2 separate regions of the Muntiacus reevesi genome follow, and region 1 is linked to region 2. The links are chromatin contacts, called in public Hi-C maps. All regions are on one chromosome and are shown on one strand. Each heading gives the region's core, a stretch centred on a gene start, on an enhancer-like site or on the middle of the called end of the contact. The rest is flanking DNA. Distances are from core to core; before and after follow the strand shown.

Region 1 (5,422 bases), core at 2,650-5,149, 190 kb before region 2:
ATAGAACACTTTCTTTTCTGCCCTAAACTGTGTGTAATAAAACATATGTGTAATTAAGTGTAATAGAACAGAGCCCTTTACTTTAATCTGGCTCAGTGCCAACTACTGATTTATAAATGCTCTTCTGAGCTACCAGAACCTATCAGGGCCTTGACTCTATCTTACCAGCCAAATCTGGAATGCTGGAATTAGTTTCCACCATCAAATGTTATCAATTAGCCTAACTTGCCCTTCTAATTCTGCTTCTACCGGTAATTTGCCTTCTCCCTCAAAATCAGGTGATGTACTCGGGTGGAGGGAGGTCTGCTGGAACTTTGGCAGGAATTTTGACTGTGCTGTGCTATCCTATGCACCACAAGGGGAGGGTGTCATTCATGCTTACACGCCAGCAGAACTTCCTCTTAATGAATGTCACAATTAAAAAGTCTCCTTCATCTCCCTACATTCTAAAGGAGCTACTGTCTGATTGAAAACCACTGGCAAGATTTTGGTTCTATTTTGATTGCTCAGGCTTCACGTTCCTTCTAAATTCTTGTTTATTCTGGTTCCTTGAATTTGCTGAATTAGTGACCACAGAGAAATGCATTCCAAGAGTTAAGACAGGACTCGAGCACAAGTTTTCAAATTGTACTTGAGCTGATCTTTAAGTTGGGTCCTGTCCTTAAATCATTTCACATATTTGGCTTTACTGTAAGATTTTTTAATGGTTAATATAAATTTGAAAATTACTGTTTTAGTCCAAAGCAGGTGTCTCACTAAAAAATATGGAACTGCTACAATCAGTAAATAAAGCTGCTTCTGGAGAGTTAAAATATTTCCCCTTGTCCAGTCTTAAATACACAACGTGTGGAACAATGGCAAGTTGATAATAAATCCATTTAAAGTCATAAACAACATTTGATACATCACGTTAAAATAAAGGATTGCCTTTTAGCAGGATTTCTTTATAAAGCCGTAGCGCCCAGGCTGATGGGACAAATAAGCTAAAATAGCTCACACCTCCGGATCCTGCGATGCAAACATTTTCTCTTTCTCATCCTTTTTGACAGGGCCAAACTGTCTAGAGTACAAAAAAGAATGACTAGTGGGCAGCCCCTAAGAGTCTATACTTACCATAGTCTTCTAACAGGCAAGCTCATAAAAACGGCACCCCCCAAAAAAACAAACCAAAAAAAAAAAAAACAACAAAAAAAAAAACCCAACAAAAAAACGGCACCCAACTGTGAAGCATTCAGGGGAAACTGCCAAAAATTGGTTAGTCTGATCTCCAAACTGTAAAAGCTTCTTAAACTAGCAATTTAAAACAATTCTTGCTCCTCTGACTAAAATTTAATTTCCTAATATCATTATCGCTAATGGGGCAGGGGAAGGTGAGAGAGAGGAAATAGGTCTAAAGTAAGTAAATATATTTAGACTCAAACAAGTCTAAAAAAAAATAATCAAAAACATTTTGATAATTAGAAAAAACACCTCCACTCTATGTACGTTCCTCCTTTGAAGAAGCTTCTGCAGTTGCTATGTGAGTTTCTGCAAACTGGCTCAAACATATATTTAAGGAGTTGATACTTTCAGACTATACGCATCAGGATTTTAACACCTTTTTGGTTAAAATAAGAGCAAAAGTTTCTTCGAAACACCTTAAAAACAAACTTCTGATTCAACTCACATTATTAGTACTAAACTTCTTTAAAAACAATTATATCATAAAAGCAAAAGATAATGACTTTGCCATGAAATTCAGCTTTAGGAAAAAAAAAACCGTCTCCAGGTGTCAGTCCCATGCGGCTTCTTGAGATGGAAAAAAAAATAATCTGTCTAAAGAGTATCAATTGTGATCAATTTTGATGGAAGAAGATGGTGCCTTCCCACAATCCAAATTAGCAAACTTGAAAATCAAACAGATGTTTGCTTTTAGCATTGGATTCTTGTTGAGTGTTTCAATGTTGTACTAAGAGTTTATGGATTGGATTCATTTCTTCCTCTCACAAGATCATCCCAGCGTGGCTCTATTTCAGTGGTGGCAATCCGAAACAGGGCGTGGAGGTGTTCGTCTGTCAAAGGCTGGCTCAAAGTGTGTTGGTTTCGAGTCAAATATGAAAAAGCCTTCTCACAGATTTTGCTGCTATCAAACAAGGATGCCACCTTACAGGCAACCCCTTTGATAATCGGGTAAGATTCTGCAGGCAGCCCAGCATAGAACTGCCCTAAATCTTTGGTTCTGTATTCCTCCCAAAGGTTAGCATTTGCCTGAAGTTTTGTAAGTTCCACCCTTACTGAAATAGGCGCATATTCAGGTTTAAAGCTAAATGGATTAGCAAAAAGCTCTAAGTCCTTTTTAATGAACTTGAGGTCCTTGAAATGTCGTTCAAACTCTTTCTGTATGCGACAGATCACCCCTCGATACCTCTCAAGATCGAGTACTTTTTCGTCTTCTTGAAGATTCTCTTTAAGCTCATCAACCACTTGGCTCAAGGCAGCAAAGTTTGTCAGATTTTTTTCCTCGACTTGTCTCTGAAGTAAATTCAGCTTCACTTCAAAGGCACAGATATGGTCAAAGGCGGCGGCAGCAAAGACTCTGTTCACTCTCAATAGTTCGCTAATTTCTCCAAGGTGGTCCATAATATCCACCAGGAAGCCGAAGTCACAGAGCCATTCCTTGTCTGTGAAATGGACCGTCGTGGCTCCTACCGAGACCAAGAATGTTTCTATCTCTTTTCTTAAGGAAAATATTAGTTTCAAAGTCTTCCCTTTCCTAAGCCAGTTGTTCAGACAGCGTCCGTTAACCCTTTCACCGTGCTCTGATTCAGATTCAGTCAGTAAAGCCTGAAATTCCGGCCGCCTCACGCCTCTGGTCTTAATCAAAACTATCCATTCAGATACGGCATTTATGATCTGATTAACATCCACATCGTAGGAGCTCAACAGTTCCAAGTGAAGAAATCCCGAATAGTGGATCACATTCCAACAGTTGGGGCTTACAGCCTTTTCTCTCATGTATGACACCAGTCCTGAGTTCTCTCCAATCATCCTCAGAGTGTGGGTCGTGGTCAGTCCAACCATGCGCTGCAGGCTAAGCCCGGCCGTCTGCAGGGCCTCAAGGATTGCCGCCATGAGGGCGCCAACACTGAAGTGATGAGTCAGGTTGATTATGGTCAGAAGCTCTTCGTGTACCTCCAAATTGTGGCCGACGCCGCGGACAAAGACCAGCAGGTAGTTCTCATAGGCCACAAAAGCCTGGTCATCCAAGGCAAGGGAATAGGCTTTAAAGTTCTTGGCTCGGTTAAAAAGTTGACTGCGTAGATTCTGGTGAATGTCCAGGACTCTCTGCCGCGTGGTCTCTGGAGATAAATCGATGCCATCCATAATGCCTACGTGATCGGGCAGCACGTCTCTCAGCATCACCGCCATGCACCGGTGCACAAAGTCCCCCTCGCCCCAGCCGCAACCCTTCAAGGCCAAGAGGCGGGCGAGTCCCAGGCCTGCACGAGCTATTCTCTGCTCCGGAGTGAGCGGGGCGGCCTCCGGCAAGTCGCCCCGACGCAGACGCTCCACCAGCGCCGCGCGCTCGTCCTCCGTTACATACCGCTCGTAGTACTCGTGCTCGGCCTCGTAGTGCTGCTTGACGTCGGATTCGCAGGTAGCTGCGACCAGGCGGCGACAGACCAGGCATAAGGCGCCCTCGCCCTCCGGAGGCTCCACCACCAGGTACCGCTGGGTCCACTCGGCCCGGAACGCCCGAGACTCGTCGATTTCCATTTTGCTCCTCTTGGGCGTCATCCACATTTCACAGAGGCCACAGGAGATGGGCCGACCTCTGGGAGGCCGCAAGCAAAGGGGAGGGAGGAGCAGGAGATGGGCCCCAAGCGCCTCCTCCGCTCTGCGCCAGATCACCCCAGCGGCGGACACCAACCTGGGGCACCCGCGCGTCCGTTCCTATTGGCTGGAGATTTCGTATTCCCTAGCCCCAAGGCAGGAGCCAATAGGAAGAGCAGGCAGCGATTGCAAGCGCGCAGGCGCACATCCTTCTAGCTGCGAGGCGAACGGAAGCCGTTTCAGGGCGGGGGGGGACTAAGAAACCGGAATCACGACTTCATGGGCATTAGAGCTGCCCAATCAGTAGCTTCCTGGTCCGGAAGTGACGCTACCACCCGAGGGTTAGGCTGGATTTCGTCAACAGGATTGAGGGAAGGACGTGGGCAAGAAACTGTATGGAGATTGGCTGGAGGTACTTCCAGTGAGCTTCACGCCGTGACCCGGGATCGTCTGGCGCCAAAATGTCGCTTGTAGCGGGGGTTATCCGGCGGCTGGACGAGACAGTAGTGAACCGCATCGCGGCAGGAGAAGTTATCCAGCGGCCGGCTAATGCCATCAAAGAAATGATTGAGAACTGGTACGAAGGGAACCAAGGCTTTCTCAGAGGCCACTGCGTAACGGACCGCCGCTATGGATGGCGCGACACGCCTCCCTGCCCTGAACCCAAGCGTGTGTGGTCGCGGCGGCGGAGGCCTAGGCTGCTGTCTGCTCCTTGCTCCCTCGAGCGTTCTCGCGAGACTTTAGGGTTGCTGGGGGAGCAAGGACAGTAAACCAGTATTGTTTTAATGATGCTATTAACTAAGAAACCCTTTAAAAACTGTATATACAGAAGGTGCAAGTTTTTGAATGTCTAAAAGTTTTATAGTTTAAATTCCTTTCTTCTTTCAAACGGTACCATGGGTTATCATTTTCTTGCTTATTCCAGAACTCATCCATCTACATTCAACAGTACAATTCACTTTGAGTTATATTCAAAATTAACTGCTAGGATTTTAGGAGAGGGCCGTGAACTTGGGGTTTAATTTGTCATTTTCCTATTGCCAGGTTAGCCCCCACTTAGGATTTTTAAAAATTTATTTTAATTGGCGGCTAATTACTTTACAATATTGTAGTGGTTTTGCCATACATTGACATGAAGCAGCCATGGGTGTACATGTGTTCCCCATCCTGAACCCCCCTCCTACCTCCCTCCCCATCCCATCCCTCTGGGAAATCCCAGTGCACCAGCCCTGAGCGCCCTGTCTCATGCATCTAACCTGGACTGGCCGTCTGTTTCACATATGATAATATACATGTTTCAGTGCTATTCTCTCAAATCACCCACTTAGGATTTCCCTACCCTCTTTGTGGAGACACTTCAAAGATCCCTTATTTCTTGGGGGAATTCCGGGGATTCTGAAGTTCAGAACTGTCAGACAGCCATTGTGGAGAGAAAAGGTTAAAAACGTGGACAGAAGGTTAGGTGTAAACTGTAAACTTCAAAAAGGACAGAGGCTCATAGTATACCTAAATGTGTGGGATCCTTTGTGTTGAAATGCATTGATGTGGGACTTCTCAGGTGGTCCAGTGGCTAAGATTCCATTCTCCCAACACAGGGGGCTGGAGTTCA
Region 2 (5,214 bases), core at 2,018-4,517:
AATCAAAATAAAGATATAACAGAGCAAAGGAAAAAGCGTTAGCATACAATAAACCCAGTTTTTAGCCCAGTGTTGGATTCCTTTTAAGTCTGCCTTAATTTATTGAAGGCCAGAAAGTTTTTAAAGTGAAAGCACAATGTGCAACGCAAATCATTTCTAATGGTATCCTATCTATTATCTTAAAGGGAAAAAGTGGAGAGAAGGGCAAAGTTATTTTACTCACAGGGTAAATTTTGCTCAACCCTTCTGTCAGAAGTTTTAAAAGTTGAGTTTTGAATGATGGTCATAAACTTTACTGTGCTTCTAACTGAATAAGGCTAACAGACCATCTTTCCATTCATATTCTCCAGGGAGAAAGCAAAGGCAAAGGTCTATGCAATGGCCTATTTGTAGGTACGATGGAAAGTGAGCCTGTGGTGAGGACAGAATGTGTTTCCTCTAAAATGATCCTCATCAACATTCCCAACATGCTGCAGGGAGATCCCCCCCCTCCCCTATATATCATCGATTCTGTTCCTCTTCACACTAGGAGCAGGGTAAACAATTCACAAAGAGCCTTGCAAGAAACTGCTCCCTCTCGCTTCTAGTAAAGACCTGTTTTTGTTTTGAGAGAAAAAGAATCTACTTTGCCAAACATATTCTCCGAATCTGTTTTTCCCTTCATTGTGGAGATGCTTAAATCCTGACCTAAGAAGGATTCTCTTACAAAGCTACCCATCAGGATTGTCAGTTCGGGTGGTTTCCACAAGGGATTTTCCAAAAGGAAATCTCTGTTCAATTGGAAACTGAAACTCTTAAGTCACTATTAGTTGGACAAAAATCAAAAGCAATATTAGGGAACGCTCTGAATATAATGGATATCCAAGGGAATAAAATGCCAAAATTTAGTCCAAGAATTAAAAGAATTTACTAAGCAAGATCAACAGGGCAAATTTACCATTACTTAATAACTGATAAGTAACTATAAAGTTCTTTATAAACCAACATAAAATAAGCTGATTTCCAAAAAGAAGAAATCGAGGCTAAGAGTATCAAGAACTCTGTGATTCAAAGTCATTTTGCTTAGCAACACTTCAAAAGCCAAAAATGATCAAATTACATTCCAGTAATAAAAAGTTATTTCTAATTTAAAATGAATTTATTCCCATAATGAAGCACTACTTTAATACACACTTTCTTCTAGGACAGAACTTAAACAGGAGCTCTGTATGGTCTTCCCAGGCGTCTCAGTGGTAAAGAATCCGCCCACCAGTGCAGCAGACGCAGGTGAGACCCCTGAGTCAGAAAAGCCCCTAGGGGAGGAAGTGGCAACCCACTCCAGTATTCTTGTCGAGAATTCCACGGATTGGAATCTGGAGTCTGGAGGACTAAAGTCCGTGCACAAATGAGCACGTATAAAGTCTCATTCCACCTTTTTAAGGGCAGATTTTCCCAAATGGGTAAGGTCTTTCCCTCAAATGACTGCTTGTTCTCTGTACTGCAGATTCTTTGAGTAAACTTTTTCCTACCTTTTCACTGACATTTAATTTGTTTCTAGACATTTATCTTCCTGGAGTGGGTAAAATCACAACAATTCACTTAGGAACTAACAAACTATTTTAAATCCAAAGCTTCTGCAAGAGTCCACTATTTGTTTCTCTACCATACTAACGACAATTATTAGCAGCAACAAACCTAACAGAGCATCAATGCAACACTTCCTAGGAGTGACGGTATCTAATTAAACAGGCAGTAACAAACCTCAAACCTTCCTCTATTCCAAGTTTAAGAACCCTATCAATGATTCATTCACAGAGAGAGTGATCTAACTTCCTCAATGAATCACACTTTCTGAAATTCTTATTCTACATGAGTATAATACTGGGTCATCATCTCTACATAATGTTGAACACAGCATGAAGTTGGTTAAACTGAGTTAATCCTGTAAGACATTCAAACCACAGCGAACCTCAAGTCCCTGCCAAGCAACACTTATCTGCAACACTTCGCCTTTTCCAACAATTGCACCTCTCCAAACAGATGCATCCCCAAAATAAACATTTAATCTTGAAACACTTATTTTAAACACTAATCAAGAACTGATTCATCCCCACCCTGCCCTCCATCTCTCCGGTTCCACTACTGCATCCCCATTCTCCTCCCGTTGTGATGCCATGAAAAAGTAATGGACACTGTTATCCTCACACTCAACCTTTAATCAATGAACCTACATTACACTTTTTCTTTTTAAGGGCAGAATTGCTGAGTCATTAAATGGAAACTCAAAGAAAAAGAGCTACAAGCAGTTGAAGTTTAGGATCCCATTATTTCCCTGGCCAGGTCTCCATAGCCTTATATTTGTATATCCCACGGTGGAAAAAGGAAAGCAAACACTTGAACTTTTCCCCCTCCCTGTCGAAGAAAAAGAGATGGGTTTCCTTAGGTCCTCTGGCTTCCTGCAACATACCCACGGGCACAAGAAGCAGGCCCGGCTGGAGCTACAGAACTTAACAATCTGGGTGTGAATAACACCTGGCAGTAGTCAAGCATTAACCCTGACACTCCTAGCTCGGGCTTCATTCAGTTCGGATCAGGGAGGAAGGGGGAAAAAAAAAAAAAAATCCCATACAAGCTCCACGCCTCCACCGGCCTGACACCTTTCCCCGGGTGGCCGGCCGGGGACAGACCGAGGGAGTGGTGTGTCGGGGAGAGGGAGGAGGAGTCCTGAGCACCCAAAGCGCAGAGACAGCGGCCCGAGTTCATCTCTCCCACAATGGGAGTATCGCTGTCCCCGCTCGCGGACCGAGGCTGCGCGTTCGAGACCCGGCGTGATGCCCGAGGACGCCGCAGGCAGGGGGCGACCTCGACCCCGGGGCCCGCCGGAGGGGGGCCTGGCCCCCAGCAGGGGTCGGCGGCAGCGCGGACCTCGCCTAGCTGCAGAGGCCGAGAAGCGGGGGCCCTGTTCCCCGCCAAGGCCGGCGGGAGGAGCGGCTCTTACCTGTGTCCGGGCGCGGGTTGGGGCTGCGGACGCCGCCGGGAAGGGCCGGAGCGGGGCTCGCCGTCCGGGAGCCTGCCGGAGCGAAGGGCGAGGGGCGCGGAAGGTGGACTCGGTCCCAGGTCCCCGGCCAGACGGGCCGGGCAGGACGCGGCGGCTACCGGCGCCGACGGCCGGTCAGTCAGTCACGCCGGTGTCCCCTCGGCGCCGCGGCTGAGACAGCGGGAACCGGCCCCCGGGAGGAGCCGCAGCCCGAGCGGCGGGCGGCGGAGGCGGAGGAGGGGCGGGGCCACAGGGTCGGCGACCCACTCACCCGGAAGTACTTGTGGTCGCGGCGGCGCGCGCTGCGCGACGGGCTTGACCCCCCGCGGCCGGCTGCGCGCCGCCGGTGGAGAAGAGACTCTGGACCCCGAGTAGGGTGGAGGCTCGGGCGGCCTCCTGAGGCGGCTCCTCCAGGCCCGCGGGGCCCACCCCGCTCCTCCGCCCCCAGGACGGGGGTCGGGAATGTGAACTGATGCGCGTGCCCGTTGGAGGCTACCCCTGCCTCGGTCACCTCTAAACTGTCCGGCCTAGAGGGCTTGGGTGAGTGGGCCGGGGCGGCAGTTCAAACCGTTGGAACGTAGGTGGGTGGGTGGGTGCGGCCGAAACGCTGGAAGCCTTATTTCCAAAATGAATGATTTTGGAATGATTTCCGGTGAAGAGTGCTGGGGGCGGGGCTGGGGGGGAAATACAGAGTCCGTTCAATATCTGATGGACTCGGACCTGTCATTCACTCCGAGAGTCTCTGTCGAGATCCACCAGCCTCAGGGCCGTGGAGAAAGACCAGAGGTCCTGCTCTTTGGGAAGCTGATCTTCTAGTGGGGTGGACGGATTTAAGCAAATGAGGCAATGACAGATTGCGGTGAGGCTCCGCAGGAGATACAAAAAGGTGATGAGAGATCCTGTAGGCGAGACCTCTGGCAGGAGAAAACCTCCAGAGGGAAGTGGCAGTTGAGCAGCCTCCTGAGCAGAAGGCAGAAAACACGTCAACACAACTTTGCATCCGGAACAGTAGAAGGTTCCAGGACCCGCTGGATAAGCCCATGATTCCATGTTAAGAACCTCGCTCGAATGCCTTCTAAGGGCTGTTTGTTGCCCACACCTGCGATTTCAGAAGGCTTGCTCACCTTTTAGAGTTCATGAGGGCGGGAGTGCGGCACAGAGAGGGAGGCGTGGCTTAAGGAACTGTGGTCTCCGGGCAGAGAGACACCAACAGGTGGCTTCATGGCCGGAGGATTATAATACCATCAGCCTTGGAAAGACAAATTCTCCAATCTCGCGCTTTCTCTTTCCATGTCGCTGTTTTTCTCAAGACCTGTGAACAAATATTGAAACTTGTTTTTACCTGGGATCAAGAGGTGCTTAATATCCCCAAAAGATCACACTAGTTACGATCTGAAAAAAAGGATTAATGGCGTGTTTTGCTCAGTTAAACTAAAAAGCAGACTTGCAAGAGAGAACCTATTCAGGTTCCCGAATAATACCAATAATGTTTATTAAGTATTAGTTTATGTGACTGCATAATTAATGGAAAGACTGTTTGGAATGATATTAGGATTGGAAGGGACTTCCGTGGTGGTCCAGTGGTTAAGACTCCGTGCTCCCAGTGCAGGGGGTCTGGGGTTCAGATCCATGGTTGGGTAACTATTAATAGATCCCACATGCCACAACTAAAAGATGGGGCATGTCACCAACAACAAGGAAAAAGATCCTTCCAGCCACAGCTACGACCTGGTGCAGCCAAATAAATAACTACAAATAAATGTGTGTGTGTGTGTATTTAGGATTAGATTCTCTTGCTTTTTAAAATTTTACTCCTTAGCCACATGTTTCACCTTATACCAAACAGAGAAAGAAAGGTCTTGCTGTGTCTTCTGGGAAAACTGGGAGGCAGCTCACACAGTATTTGCACAACATTCTACTAAACTCTTAAATATATGATCCCTTTCAGTTCTAGGACCAACCTTGAGATATGGGGATTGTTATACCCATTTTAGTAACAAAGTCATTGAGATTCAGAGAAATAATGATTTGTCTAAGGTAACAAAACTAGTAGCTGAGAGAGTCTGAAATTTGAAACTGAATTTGAAACTCTCGTCTTTCTGGCCTTAGTACTCCTTTTATTTTATGCTGCATTGCTGTAATTTTAATATTTAAGAGGGAAATATAAACAAAACGTCCAGCCAAGCAAATGTCTATGT

The links. Hi-C and Micro-C count contacts between places; a contact is called where the count stands out from the background.
Region 1: a Hi-C map of muscle shows a contact between it and region 2, with 4 times the contacts expected there. The contact joins the promoter of EPM2AIP1 here to the promoter of LRRFIP2 in region 2. A contact is called at or near these places in 2 of 3 Hi-C or Micro-C datasets (blood and muscle).

The regions. Positions count from the first base shown.
Region 1 is chr4:70,287,878-70,293,299 of mMunRee1.1, reverse strand. It overlaps EPM2AIP1 (EPM2A interacting protein 1), which reads right to left and starts at 3,899. Exons shown (of 2, transcript XM_065932986.1): 1 at 1,667-3,899. The coding sequence starts at 3,783. The coding sequence ends at 1,957. MLH1 (mutL homolog 1) reads left to right here and starts at 4,188. Exons shown (of 19, transcript XM_065932971.1): 1 at 4,188-4,390. The coding sequence starts at 4,275.
Region 2 is chr4:70,093,011-70,098,224 of mMunRee1.1, reverse strand. It overlaps LRRFIP2 (LRR binding FLII interacting protein 2), which reads right to left and starts at 3,267. Exons shown (of 27, transcript XM_065932975.1): 1 at 2,978-3,267.